Regions from separate parts of the Ovis aries genome. Here region 2 is linked to region 1. A link is a contact called in public Hi-C data. All regions are on one chromosome and are shown on one strand. Each heading gives the region's core, a stretch centred on a gene start, on an enhancer-like site or on the middle of the called end of the contact. The rest is flanking DNA. Distances are from core to core; before and after follow the strand shown. Region 1 overlaps ERC1 (ELKS/RAB6-interacting/CAST family member 1). Region 2 overlaps WNT5B (Wnt family member 5B).

Region 1 (6,009 bases), core at 2,000-4,499:
CAACTAAGCAACAGACATGTCAAGATGAGAAAAATCTGTGGGAGGGGGTGAGTGGCACCTGTTGATTTATGGATTGCTCTGTCAGAGTAATTCAACTTCAAATTACCCATATAGACTCTTACAGAGTGAGATTTTATGCATTTTTTATTTAGGTTATATACTTTTATCCATTTAGTTCATATGACATGTTGTAGGTGATACAACTTTGTAGGTGGAGTCTTTTTTTTAGGTCAGTATCCCTAACTCCTCAAAACAATAAGATTTTTTTTTAAGTACACTTATAATACCTTATACCACTAAAAGTGGCTTTTTGAGACAGAGACTTCATGTAAACTTTCATTTCAGAACGAAAGAAGAACTGCAGTAGCAGCTTTTGAGTTTAAATAGCAGTGCTAGGAAGTTTCTTTTTTCTCTCTGTATTACAGCTACACTAATCCTGCTTTATGATTTGAAGTTTATTATGACTTAATAAAATGAAAACTGTTTTAGTCATGATCAGATGCTTCTTGTTATCTCATCATCATCTAAGTGAATTGGGATTTTTCGTGATCCATTCCTTTTCTAAAGGATTTCAAAAGTTTAGGAGACAATAAATGAAAACTGGGAATTTTCCTATTAGTTGAATAAGCTTATTTTGGGGGTGGGGGTGGTCATCTAAGATTAGATGATGCAAAAAGATGAATTGTGCCCTGTCCTAAAATTAATGCTGCATATCTCAACCTGGATCTGTCCGAGATTCAGATTAGAAGTTCTTGGTTTTATTTCTTTTTTCCTTACACTGTTTTATTTTTCTTCTCTAGATTGGTCAGGTGAAGCAGGAGCTGTCCAGAAAGGACACGGAACTACTGGCCCTGCAGACAAAGCTGGAAACCCTCACCAACCAGTTCTCAGACAGCAAACAGCACATCGAAGTGCTAAAGGAGTCCTTGACAGCTAAGGAGCAGAGAGCTGCCATCCTGCAGACAGAGGTAAACGCGTGCTAGGGTCTGCAGGGACACCGTTCCTGGGCACCTTGGCACTTGGGTTACTTCTTCACTTTTTGTCGTGTTGAGGTATGGGAGCCGTGGATACTGTTATGAGGGATTCTATAGCACTATGATCAGTTATTGCACTAAACTATAATCATCTTGTTTCTGTCATTCTTGGATCTAACAAATTAAAAACCAGTGCAGTTTACATATGTTTTTGATATTTCTAAGTATACTTTAGGACTTCCCAGGTGACTCTGTGGTAAAGAACCTGCTTGCCAATGCTGGAAAGTTTGACGCAGGTTTGATCCTTGGGTTGGGAAGCTTCCCGGGAAACGGGAATGGCAACACACTCTAATATTCTTGCCTGGAGAATTCCAAGGACAGAGAGGAGCCTGGCGGGCTATAGTCCATGGGGTTAGAAAGAATCAGACCTGACTGAGCGTGCACACATGCAAGTATAGCAATGAAAAGCTAGTTGTAAAAGCATTTGTTCTCACCCATGGTAAACCTTGCAGTCATGAATGACCATGAGCTTGGGCAGCCTGTGTTGGGTTATTAAGTGTCCTTAGTTTTTGGTACTATGAATAGCTCTAAGTATGCAAACTGTGGAATACAAAAATGTTCAAGATTCATCTCATTTTGAACTGCAGATTATTAGATATATGCCTTCACGTCCTGTTTGAAAATAGGGTTATCATTTTTAGAAATCTTAGAAGATGACCTAGGCTGTCAGCCTAGATTTAGGTAAGAACATACTGAATAATTTCATACAGATGAGAACCTGTCGTATTTGCAATGATGATGCTGTTTGGATTTACCGTCTAAAGGAAAATATTTTCTAAAGAGCTCAGTGATGTAGAGAATTTATGTAGGAGTAGATAAGCAGTTCTGCTTTCAGTTCAGTTCAATCACTCAGTCATGTCCAACTCTTTGCCACCCCGTGGACTGCAGCACTCCAGGTTTCCCTGTCCATCACCAACTCCCGGAGCTCGCTCAAACTCATGTCCATCGAGTCGGTGATGCCATCCAACCATCTCATCCTCTGATGCCCCCTTCTCCTATCAATCTTTCCCAGCATCAGGGTCTTTTCCAATGAGTCAGTTCTTCGCATCAGGTGGCCAGAGTATTGGAGTTTCAGCTTCAGCATCGGTCCTTCCAAGGAATATTCAGGACTGATTTCCTTTAGGATGGACTGGTTTGATCTCCTTGCAGTTCTCTTTACAGAAGAAAAGTCATGTAATATGGATTAAGGTTTTGTTTTAAAGAACTGGATAATCAACAAAGGTATAGTTTAATGAGAAAAAGGAATGGGTAGTAAAAAGAATGCAGAAAAATATCACAGACTCAGAAATTCAGTATCTTCAAGTGAGGAGGAAGAGAAAAATGACCCAAATATTTCACATAATATGCTATTTTTATACTGTGTGATTTTGTTGAAAATGAGCGATTTAGATGGTGTGTTTATAATTTTCCTTACAGCTTGCTTAGGCCTTTTCTACTTTGATCATGTTTCGTTTAGTCATGGCATCAGCTTCCTACCTTAGAGGCATGTTTTGGGTATGAATACAGCTCTGGCATCAGCGTTACCAAGTTTGACCACCAGCAGCAGGTGCAGATTCTGACCTGTTGCTTAAGTTCTTTGTGCCTCGTTTCACATCTGTAAGGTGAAGAGGAGTGCCGGCCTCATTAGGTGGTTAACATTAAGCCAGTTTATTCACGTCTGGTGCCTGACACATAGTAAAGTCTTCGTACATCTAGCTTTCGGCATCATCATAGTTCTTATAATACTGTCAGCTAATGTATGTAAACTGCTAAAACAGTGAGAGAACGTGGCCACTTTCCATTGGCATAAATTTTATTTGGAAGTTCTGCTGTTTACTGTTTTATCAAGCAAAATTAAGGTTTACTCGTGGAATTGCAGATACAGAACTACCTGGAAAATGTAACCTGCAAATTTATTAACTTGCATGCATGTTAAGTCGCTTCAGTCGTGTCCGACTCTGCGATCCTATGGACAGCAACCCACCAGCCTCCTCTGTCCATGGGATTCTCTAGGCAAGAATATTGGAGTGGGTTGCCATTTCCTTCTCCAAATTCTTTTAATCAGTTCAGTTGGAGAGGAGCTTTATTAGAAGAGTTTTTCACATCAGTACCTGGTTGCATGCAGTACTATGAAAGAGTCAGAAGAGGGCACCCTCGCCTTAGAAGTGAGCCTGCTTCCAGGCTTGCTGCTGTGATAGCTTTGGATGGAGGTGGCAGGTGTGCAAACCAGAGTCCCAGGCAGTTGGTTAGTGATGATGCAAACACTTAAAAGCTTGTCACAGTCTAATAGATTACTTCTTCCCCTTGGCAATTCATCCTTCTCTTTGTACCCCTCTCAAATAATGTTCTCATTAGCTGGGTCTCAGACAGATGGGCTTGTGATTGGCTTCTTGTACCGTACAGAACAAAGACTGTGTTTGTGGTCATTCTTGGATGGTTTTTATATTTGCTTTTAGCCATTGGGGGAGTAACTGAGTTTCAGCAATTTACTCCCACAAGTTATCAGGACAACTGCTCAAATATAAGTGTCTCATTCTGAACAATAACAGTAGGAAAGCTAGCTTCCTTTTGAATCGGGGTGATTTTATGAGTGTTATATGCCTGTTTATTAGGATTTACTTTTTTTTGTAAATTACTCTGATGACACTTGACACTTTTTCCAAAGCAAGTTTCTCCTGTTGGATCCCCTAAAAGTCAGTTTGAATCAACTGTTGAAAAGTTCTCATCTCTTTCTGTAATTACTAATATTTCTTTTGCTCTTATTTGGTCTTGTCTTCCTCTCTGAAGCTATCCTGGACTTTCATCTGGCTCTCAAATCACTAAAGCCAGGGATTGAGGTCTTTGGGGGCAGTGTGTATTAATAACACCCACGGAATTGTTCCTGTTTTTGTGAACACCTCTGTTGATCTGTTAACCTCCACAGAGCTGGTCTGGATTTAGTAACATTGTGGTCAAAAGCCTGGGCTTTGAAGTCAAACCTTGGTTTGAAACACAGTGTCCTGCATTTATTAGTTATGTGGCCTTGGATGAGTTATTTTACCTCTTTCCTCTTCCATTTTTTCATAGGTCCATGAAATTAATAATAATGCCAATTTCTTAAGGTTGAAATATATGTTTAATGTGGCTAGAATAGTTTTTTAATTATGATGCGCTCATCTGAATTTGGAGGTTAATATTAAATATCACTGGGTTAAAGTATTGCCATTGGGTTTTTTTAGACTATACGTTTGCAACCCCCTCCTACCCTTGTACAAACAAACTGGAATGACACATCTCTGCCTGTGGTCTTCTTGAAGTTTCTCTGAGCTCTTCAGCTTTTCATTGGGTTGGGGTGTCAAACGAACTCACTGAGTTTGTTGAAATAGCCTTTTTAAAAGGTCTGCTTGTGTGTGGTGTTGGTCTCCTGGCCTGGTGCCCTTCGTTCATCCTCCTTTCTAGGTGGAGACAGTGGGAGAAGTGGTGACAGGAGGTTATGCTATGATCTTGGGCAGGTCACTTCGTGTGGGCTTTGCTTTTTTTGCAGTGTTAAAATTAGGAGTAGTTTATTTAATTTTTAAAAACCTTACAAAATACTGTCAAATACAGGAAAAATGCAGAAAATAACATAATAGACATCACTCAGATTTAATCTGCATTAATGTTTGAACACTTTTAAAGGTCTTTTAAAAGCAAAGATTCTTTAAAAAAAAAAAAACTCATTCTAAACGGAATATTCAGCGGAATATCTGATTTAAGCAGAAACGTTTGTTAGAATCTCAGGTTTTTAAAACTGGTTGGGACCAGGAATAAATATGTGGGTGCTGTTGTTGGGGGGGTGGTGGCTAAAGCCTTAGGAATGAAGTGGTTTCTCCAGAGGAAGCTGAAGGGAGTAAGACATAGAAGGAAATGACAGAGGGTCCAGTGAGGAACAGGCTTCCCAGGTGGCGCTAGTGGTAGAGAACTCACCTGTTAATGTAGGACCTGGGTTAATGTAAGAGATCTGGGTTCAATCCCTGGGTTGGGAAGATCCCCTGGAGAAGGGCATGGCAACCCACTTTAGTACTCTTGCCTAGAGAATCCCATGGGCAGAGGAGCCTGGTGGACTACAGTCCATGGGGTTGCAAAGAGTCAGACACCACTGAAGTGACTTAATCACGCACCAGTGAAGAACATTGAAAAGGCGTGGTCGGAGAGTTGGAAGCAGAATGAGTCCTATAACTCCAAGAGGGGAATTATAGGAGATACACCATTGTTTCCATGCAAATACTACTGTGCTCTTAGGTAAATCTATTTATTGATATAAAACAGAAGAAGGCTAAGATGGGTTGAGATTATTATTGGTGTTTTTTTTTTTGGTGGGAAGGGAGTTGAGATTATTAATAGTTTTGTGATCAGAAATAAAAGACCAGAACAGCAGGGTAGCTATTTTTCTGTTCACGTCCATTGGTAGAGAAAGTCCTGCAGAGGAAAAGCCTCCTGCTTTTGTTGAAGTTGGCATAACCTGCTTGCCACAGACCTTGATGCTTGGCAAGCTGGATAGATGCTGTTCCTCCAGCCCAGAGGACATGAATAAACAAGGCATTATTCCCCCTGCCAAGAATGGTGTTAGGGTGATGACTGTGTATCCTGCTAATCGCTGAGGGGTTTCCCTGAATATGCTTTTTGTGTGTGTGTGTGTGTGTGGTTTGTGAAATATGGACCTCACGCAAAATTACACTATGAATTTAGTTCAAACCAAAAGATCAGTGTAGAATTCACAGCGATTAATCTAGTAGTAGCAAAGTGGTTTTTGTGGTATTTTGTATCTTAGATCTCCAGACCAGCACATTTAAATTCTGCGTTGCATGAAAAAACAGACCAAGATAAAGTGTACACAGGTGACTTGACTTGAAAAGATCATTTAGTGATTAGGGTGTATGTGGGCGCGGGTAGTTTGTGCCTAATCTTTGGGATATAAAATATTTTGAATATCAAAGCTGGCATTTCCCACTGCAGTAACACCAAAAGTGTGTGTCTA
Region 2 (6,009 bases), core at 1,727-4,226, 240 kb after region 1:
TCACAGGGAGACCCAACACCTCTCAGGGGGACCCCTCACCTCACAGGGGGACCCAACACCTCACAGGGGGACCAGACACCTCTCAGGGGGACCCCTCACCTCACAGGGGGACCCAACACCTCTCAGGGGAACCGCTCACCTCCCAGGGGGATCCCTCATCTCACAGGGGGACCCAACACCTCTCAGGGGAATCCCTCACCTCACAGGGGGGACCCTTCACCTCACAGGGGGACCCGACACCTCTAACGGGGACCCCTCACCTCACAGGGGGACCCAACACCTCACAGGGGAACCCCTCACCTCACAGGGGGACCCAACACCTCTCAGGGGAATCCCTCACCTCTCAGGGGGATCCCTCACCTCACAGAGGGACCCAACACCTCTCAGAGGAATACCTCACCTCACAGGGGGACCCAACACCTCACAGGGAGACCCAACACCTCTCAGGGGGACCCCTCACCTCACAGGGGGACCCCTCACCTCACAAGGGGACCCTACACCTCACGGGGGACCCCTCACCTCACGGGGGGCCCCTCACCTCACAGGGGGACCTGACACCTCTAAGGGGGATCCCTCACCTCACAGAGGGACCCAACACCTTTCAGGGGGACCCCTTACCTCACAGGGGGACCCAACACCTCACAGGGGGACCAGACACCTCTCAGGGGGACCCCTCACCTCACAGGGGGACCCAACACCTCTCAGGGGGACCCCTCACCTCACAGGGGGCCCCGACACCTCTCAGGGGGACCCCTCACCTCACAGGGGGACCCGACACCTCTCAGGGGAACCCCTCACCTCACAGGGGGGGCCCTTCACCTCACAGGGGGACCTGACACCTCTCAGGGGGACCCTTCACCTCACAGGGGGATCCCTCACCTCACAGAGGGACCCAACACCTCTCAGGGGGACCCCTCGCCTCACAGGGGGACCCAACACCTCTCAGGGGGACCCCTCACCTCACAGGGGGACCCAACACCTCTCAGGGGGACCCCTCACCTCACAGGGGGCCCCGACACCTCTCAGGGGGACCCCTCACCTCACAGGGGGACCCGACACCTCTCAGGGGAACCCCTCACCTCACAGGGGGGCCCTTCACCTCACAGGGGGACCTGACACCTCTCAGGGGGACCCTTCACCTCACAGGGGGATCCCTCACCTCACAGAGGGACCCAACACCTCTCAGGGGGACCCCTCGCCTCACAGGGGGACCCAACACCTCTCAGGGGGACCCCTCACCTCACAGGGGGACCCAACACCTCTCAGGGATCCCGACACCTCACAGGGAGGACCCCCCACCTTATAAGGAGACCCACCACCTCACAGGGGAACATATCACTTTACTCCCAGCCTGGGAACTGTAGCTGGAGTTTTTGTCTGGTGTCTGATTTGACACAACCAGAGAAGAGGCCTCTCTTCTTGAAAACCCGAGCTCCCAGCCCCTTCTGGGGAGATGAGCACCCCCAGCCCCTCTTGGGGACCAGGCTGGCTCTGCCCTTACCTCACCTGGTCCCCTCTGCTTAACCTGAGTGATCTGTGTCCTCTTTTCTTTATCTGGGTTCCTTCCCTGGATCTATGTGTTCTGCAGGTCGCTGACAGTGATGTATTTTGGCCTGAGAGTCCACGGAGCTGCCCAGAGGGTTTCTGCTTTCGTTCAGCCTTCTCACTGGCAGGAGTGGTGATCAGCTGCAGGCCTGGGCCCTGAGTTCCAGAAGCTTCTCCTTTCTCTTCTCCCATTTCCTAACCAAAAACCACCTTGGTGTCACCAGGCTGGGGGCCGAGCCTCGTTGGGCTGGCCTGGCGAGGCACGGCCACCTCCCGGCTTCCACGCTTTTATCCCACGTCTGTGCCAGCTGCCCTTTGGAGCCTTGCTTCCATCGCTGCAGCCAGATGATCAAGACCAAGATGGCAGAAGCCCCCAGGGTGTCCCTCGTGTGGCATTTTATGGCTCAGAAGTTCTTTCTCCTTGTCTTACTTTCTGCTGCCTTTTCCTAATGCCTGTTTTCCCCAGGAGGAGTCTAGGAAAGCGAGACCCTCGCTGCTTTATCAGGGCTTTTAATCGTTCTCACGTTCATGGGTTCCTTTAGAAGATACTCATTTTGATTAAAAACCAAACAAACAAAAGAATTGATACTCCCCAAATTTTAAAACAGTTGTTTCTTTTCCAAGGAGCTCTAGAATTTTTCACCACAAACAGTACACTTCTATTTTTTTCTAGTTTTGTACTTGAAAAAAGCCAGCACCTTTGCTCCTCCTGTTAAAATGGATATTTCCATGTATGAAGGTAAACATTTTCCCAAGTTGTTCTCCCCAACCCCCTGAATGCTGCTGCTGCTGCTAAGTCACTTCAGTCGCCTCTGACTCTGTGCGACCCCATAGACGGCAGCCCACCAGGCTCCCCCGTCCCTGGGATTCTCCAGGCAAGAGTACTGGAGTGGGTTGCCATTGCCTTCTCCAAACCCCTGAATATGCCAATCTAATTTGTATATGATGGTCTTAAACTGAAATTAGACAGTGACATTTGGTTCCTGCCAGTGACATCAGGGAACCGTCCTCAGGGTGCATCTGATACCTGCTCCACGAACGGCGTGCCCGGGACGGGGATCCCTGACCCGGCTGAAACTGGAAAATTCCGTGTCATCTTTCTGGAGGGGTGAGGTTCTCCCGCTCTGAGGTTCTCTGTGGGGTGCTCAGAACTGGGCAGCAGTTCACAGACAACGCTGCCACCTGCTGGCCGGACGCAAAGCTCACAGGCGCCGTGGATAAAGACGGTCGTAGTCTCCACGTGGAAAACAAATACATAGAATTTTGCATGAATGGTACTTTACTTTTCTGCCCTCCAGTGAATCCTAGTGAACTTGGGGTAAAGGAAAGCATGAGGCCAGACCCCGGGCTCTGACACTGGTGTGGACATGGCCCAGGGGCATGGAGAGGGTGAACAGGTGGGAGAGGGTTTGGGGGAGAGAGGGTGGAGGTCCAGGAGCAACCCAGGAGGAGAGAATGATTTTCCACCCCTGCGTTTCACAAGGGGCCACCCATGACCTGTCTCCTAACTTGTGTGGACACGGTTTCGATTCTGAAGCAAGAAGGGGCGGGGCTGTTGCTGCTCAACCCTGTGCCCTGCTTACTGGAGTGCATTTCCAGTGGTCCTCCTGTGATCCTGTTGAGAATTGGACCCTCCTGTGTGAAGGAAAGATAAACCAGCTGCCTCTCCCGTGGGTCACACTGTTCTGTCGCCCCTGGACAGGCGTCTGGACTTCAGGGAGCTGGAAAGCCCAGTTGTCCATCCTGTCTGGGCTCAAAACTCCCCAAGGCCTTTCTCTGCTTCCAGCGGCAGCAAACTGGGAACTTGACAAAGTTCAGACCACGGAACTCAGCCGTACTGTTTTCACAGATCTCTTAAAAAAGATTCTAAAGATTGTCCATTTGAAATGAATTAGAAGAGCTAGAAATTGTCACTTTAATTAGGTATTTTCATATGGTTTGCTCAAGGCACACTTGTTGGCCCTTTTTCTTTTCTTTTTGGTAGTTCATAGCAGCAGGGTTTGAGCTATGAAGTTCAAGTTTAAAATGTGCTATGCTAAGTTGCTTGAGTCATGTCCGAGTCTTTACCACCCCATGGACTGTAGCCCACCAGCCTCCTCTTATCCATAGTGATACTCCGGACAGAAATACTGGAGTGAGTTGCCATTTCCTACTCCAGGAGATTTTCCTGACCCAGGGATCAAACCCAAGTCTCTTATGTCTCCTGAAAGCCATAGGCAACTCGTCTTCCATCTGAGAAAGCTAAGAATTTGAGGTGTTTAGCTGTTACAATTCCTCTATTTTACCCATCTGTCAAATTTTGGCCTCAGTGATTTTACTAAAGATTCTGAGGAGTATCAGTACTAGTTTGGGGGTTCCTCTCTATTTAGAGACTGCTTCTCAAAAAGCAGAATGGAAGTCAGTAGCTATTCCAACATAAACGTGCACAAGTGTCCATATAGAACTGCCCATTTGGGGTAAAAATTTCCTAAGGAGAAACGTTATTACGGACGTTTGTAGTAGATACTTTCCTGATCTTTTTAGACCAGGAAAACAATGCTTCCCAAGCCATGTGGAATAATTTCATGCTAGTTATAAAAAATGAATCTGGGACTCAACTCTTTCCCCGAGGTGCCATTCCCATTGCTCAGACCCTGATATGGGGGTGCGGGGGACAGTTTCCGCCAGCACTGTGAGCCTGGTTACATCCACCAAGGAGTGCAAGACAGAAGTGGTTGTCAATGGGAGCTACTAGACCCTTTTACTCTCAGGACAAGAGGGATCTGTAGGTAAAACACCTGGAAAGTCAAGACCCTTGATTCTTGAGTGGTAAGAACACAGCCCATGTTCCCACAACTCAGTTCTTCTTTGTGAGTTGGGCAGCCCGGAGTGTGTGGCGTGTTGGGCTGTGACTTCTCAGCGTGGAGGTGTTTGCAGTGTCTGTGACACAGCAGTGCTGGGGGGCTGGCTCGTGTGCTGAAGGACAGCGGGGGACACACAGGGGGACCGGTACCCTAACCCCGTTGACCAACTCTTTACACAAGCTTTCCAGCTCCTTGCAAAATGCCGGACACAGCATTTGAGTCTGCACAATGTAACTTATTAACTAGTAATAACTTACAGGGGGCTTTCCTGGTGGCCCCATGGTTAGGACTCCACGCTTCCATTGCAGGGGGCATGGGTTAGATCACTGCTGGAGGAAATTTAGATCCCACATGCCACGTGGAGAGGCCCAAAAACCAAAACTTTCAGCATTCAGGGTGCTTCCTCCGCTCAGCTCCTTCAGAAGTGGGTCGGCGTGTCTGGTGTTGCTTAGCAACAGCTCACCAACCAGGATCTGGCTCCTCGCTGATGGGGAACGCCTGGGGCCATCACCTGGGCACAGTCTCTCACCCTCATCAAGCCTCCTTCCCCATTTCTAAAATGAAATGTCCAGTATCTACCAGATTTGGGAAAACAGGAATTGTGAGACTGGGAAGCCGCACACGGTCCCAACTCCATGCATCCGGGGGCGGCATCCACATCCCACTCGACTCTGCCCGGCATGTGTGACCGGGAGGCTGTTCACACTCACAGATGAAAGTGAACACACAAGGACATGGGGCATTTGTCCTTTACACAGAGTGGAAGGGTGACAAGCTCATAAAACGCTTTTAAGTCTTCTTTTAAGAAAGTATATGCACGTCTCTGTGTTAATGAACAGGAGGTAGAAGAATTCCACGTGGATTCTGTTTTACTTTCGGGGGTGGCGTTAACATACCCCATCTGGAGCTGTGTCTCTGGCTCTTGCCCCTAGACTGAAGGAGGGGCTGAGTGTGGTACCCAGCACTCGGTACAGGCAGCTCCAGCAGGCAATGTCAGAGCCACTCCTGGAAAAGACGAAAGGGCTGACACTGACCAGGTGTGGACATTTAAAGGTGCAATGTCTGGAAATACCCATCTTCTATCCGAGACCGAAATGTCTGCTCTTCTCCCAGCTGTGCACTCACCTTGGAGACATTCTAAGTTGTTAATAGTTGGCATGGATCCAAATATGAGGTCTCTCTGTCTGATAACATTCACTTTTCAAAAACTGTCACTTGCTCCCCACTCTGAACAAGGACCTCGACAAGATGAGATAGAGGTGTGGCCTGGGCACTGGCTTCCGATTTCTAATCCTATGTTTCCCAGGATCCACAAAGCCCCAGCCCTGACTCCTCATGGGTCACGTTGGCACACACTTTAGGTCTTGCCCTCTAGTAAAGGCACAGAATTAGCTTTTTAAAGGGGGTGACAACTGATGCAGGGGGGGTAGGGCAGCAGAGGGGCGACCACTGGCCCTGTGGCCACAGCAGGGTCCTGGGAGCAGAGGGGCTGCTGTCAGAAGCTGTAGGAGGTCTGGGTTTTGGTTACAAATCTGATCTCTCAATAAGAGGGTGTTATTCATGGCATCCGATCCCATCACTTCATGACAAATGGATGGGGAAAAAGTGGAAACAGTGACAG

Evidence for each region. A called contact is a pair of places that touch in the nucleus more often than the background predicts.
Region 2: a contact with region 1 is called in a Hi-C map of muscle, with 11 times the contacts expected there. The contact joins two enhancer-like sites. A contact is called at or near these places in 14 of 16 Hi-C or Micro-C datasets (blood, hypothalamus, liver and 7 more).

Annotation. Positions count from the first base shown.
Region 1 is chr3:213,691,477-213,697,485 of ARS-UI_Ramb_v3.0, forward strand. ERC1 (ELKS/RAB6-interacting/CAST family member 1) reads left to right here. Exons shown (of 17, transcript XM_060413533.1): 6 at 801-968. Among named protein-coding and RNA genes, the nearest start is that of ERC1, 81 kb to the left of the region's middle. Within about 2 kb of position 3,250, at least 8 of the 54 cell types and tissues checked have an H3K27ac peak or open chromatin away from gene starts, as enhancers often do.
Region 2 is chr3:213,934,770-213,940,778 of ARS-UI_Ramb_v3.0, forward strand. The region is part of intron 1 of WNT5B (Wnt family member 5B); the gene reads left to right. Among named protein-coding and RNA genes, the nearest start is that of FBXL14, 9.8 kb to the right of the region's middle. Within about 2 kb of position 2,977, at least 4 of the 54 cell types and tissues checked have an H3K27ac peak or open chromatin away from gene starts, as enhancers often do.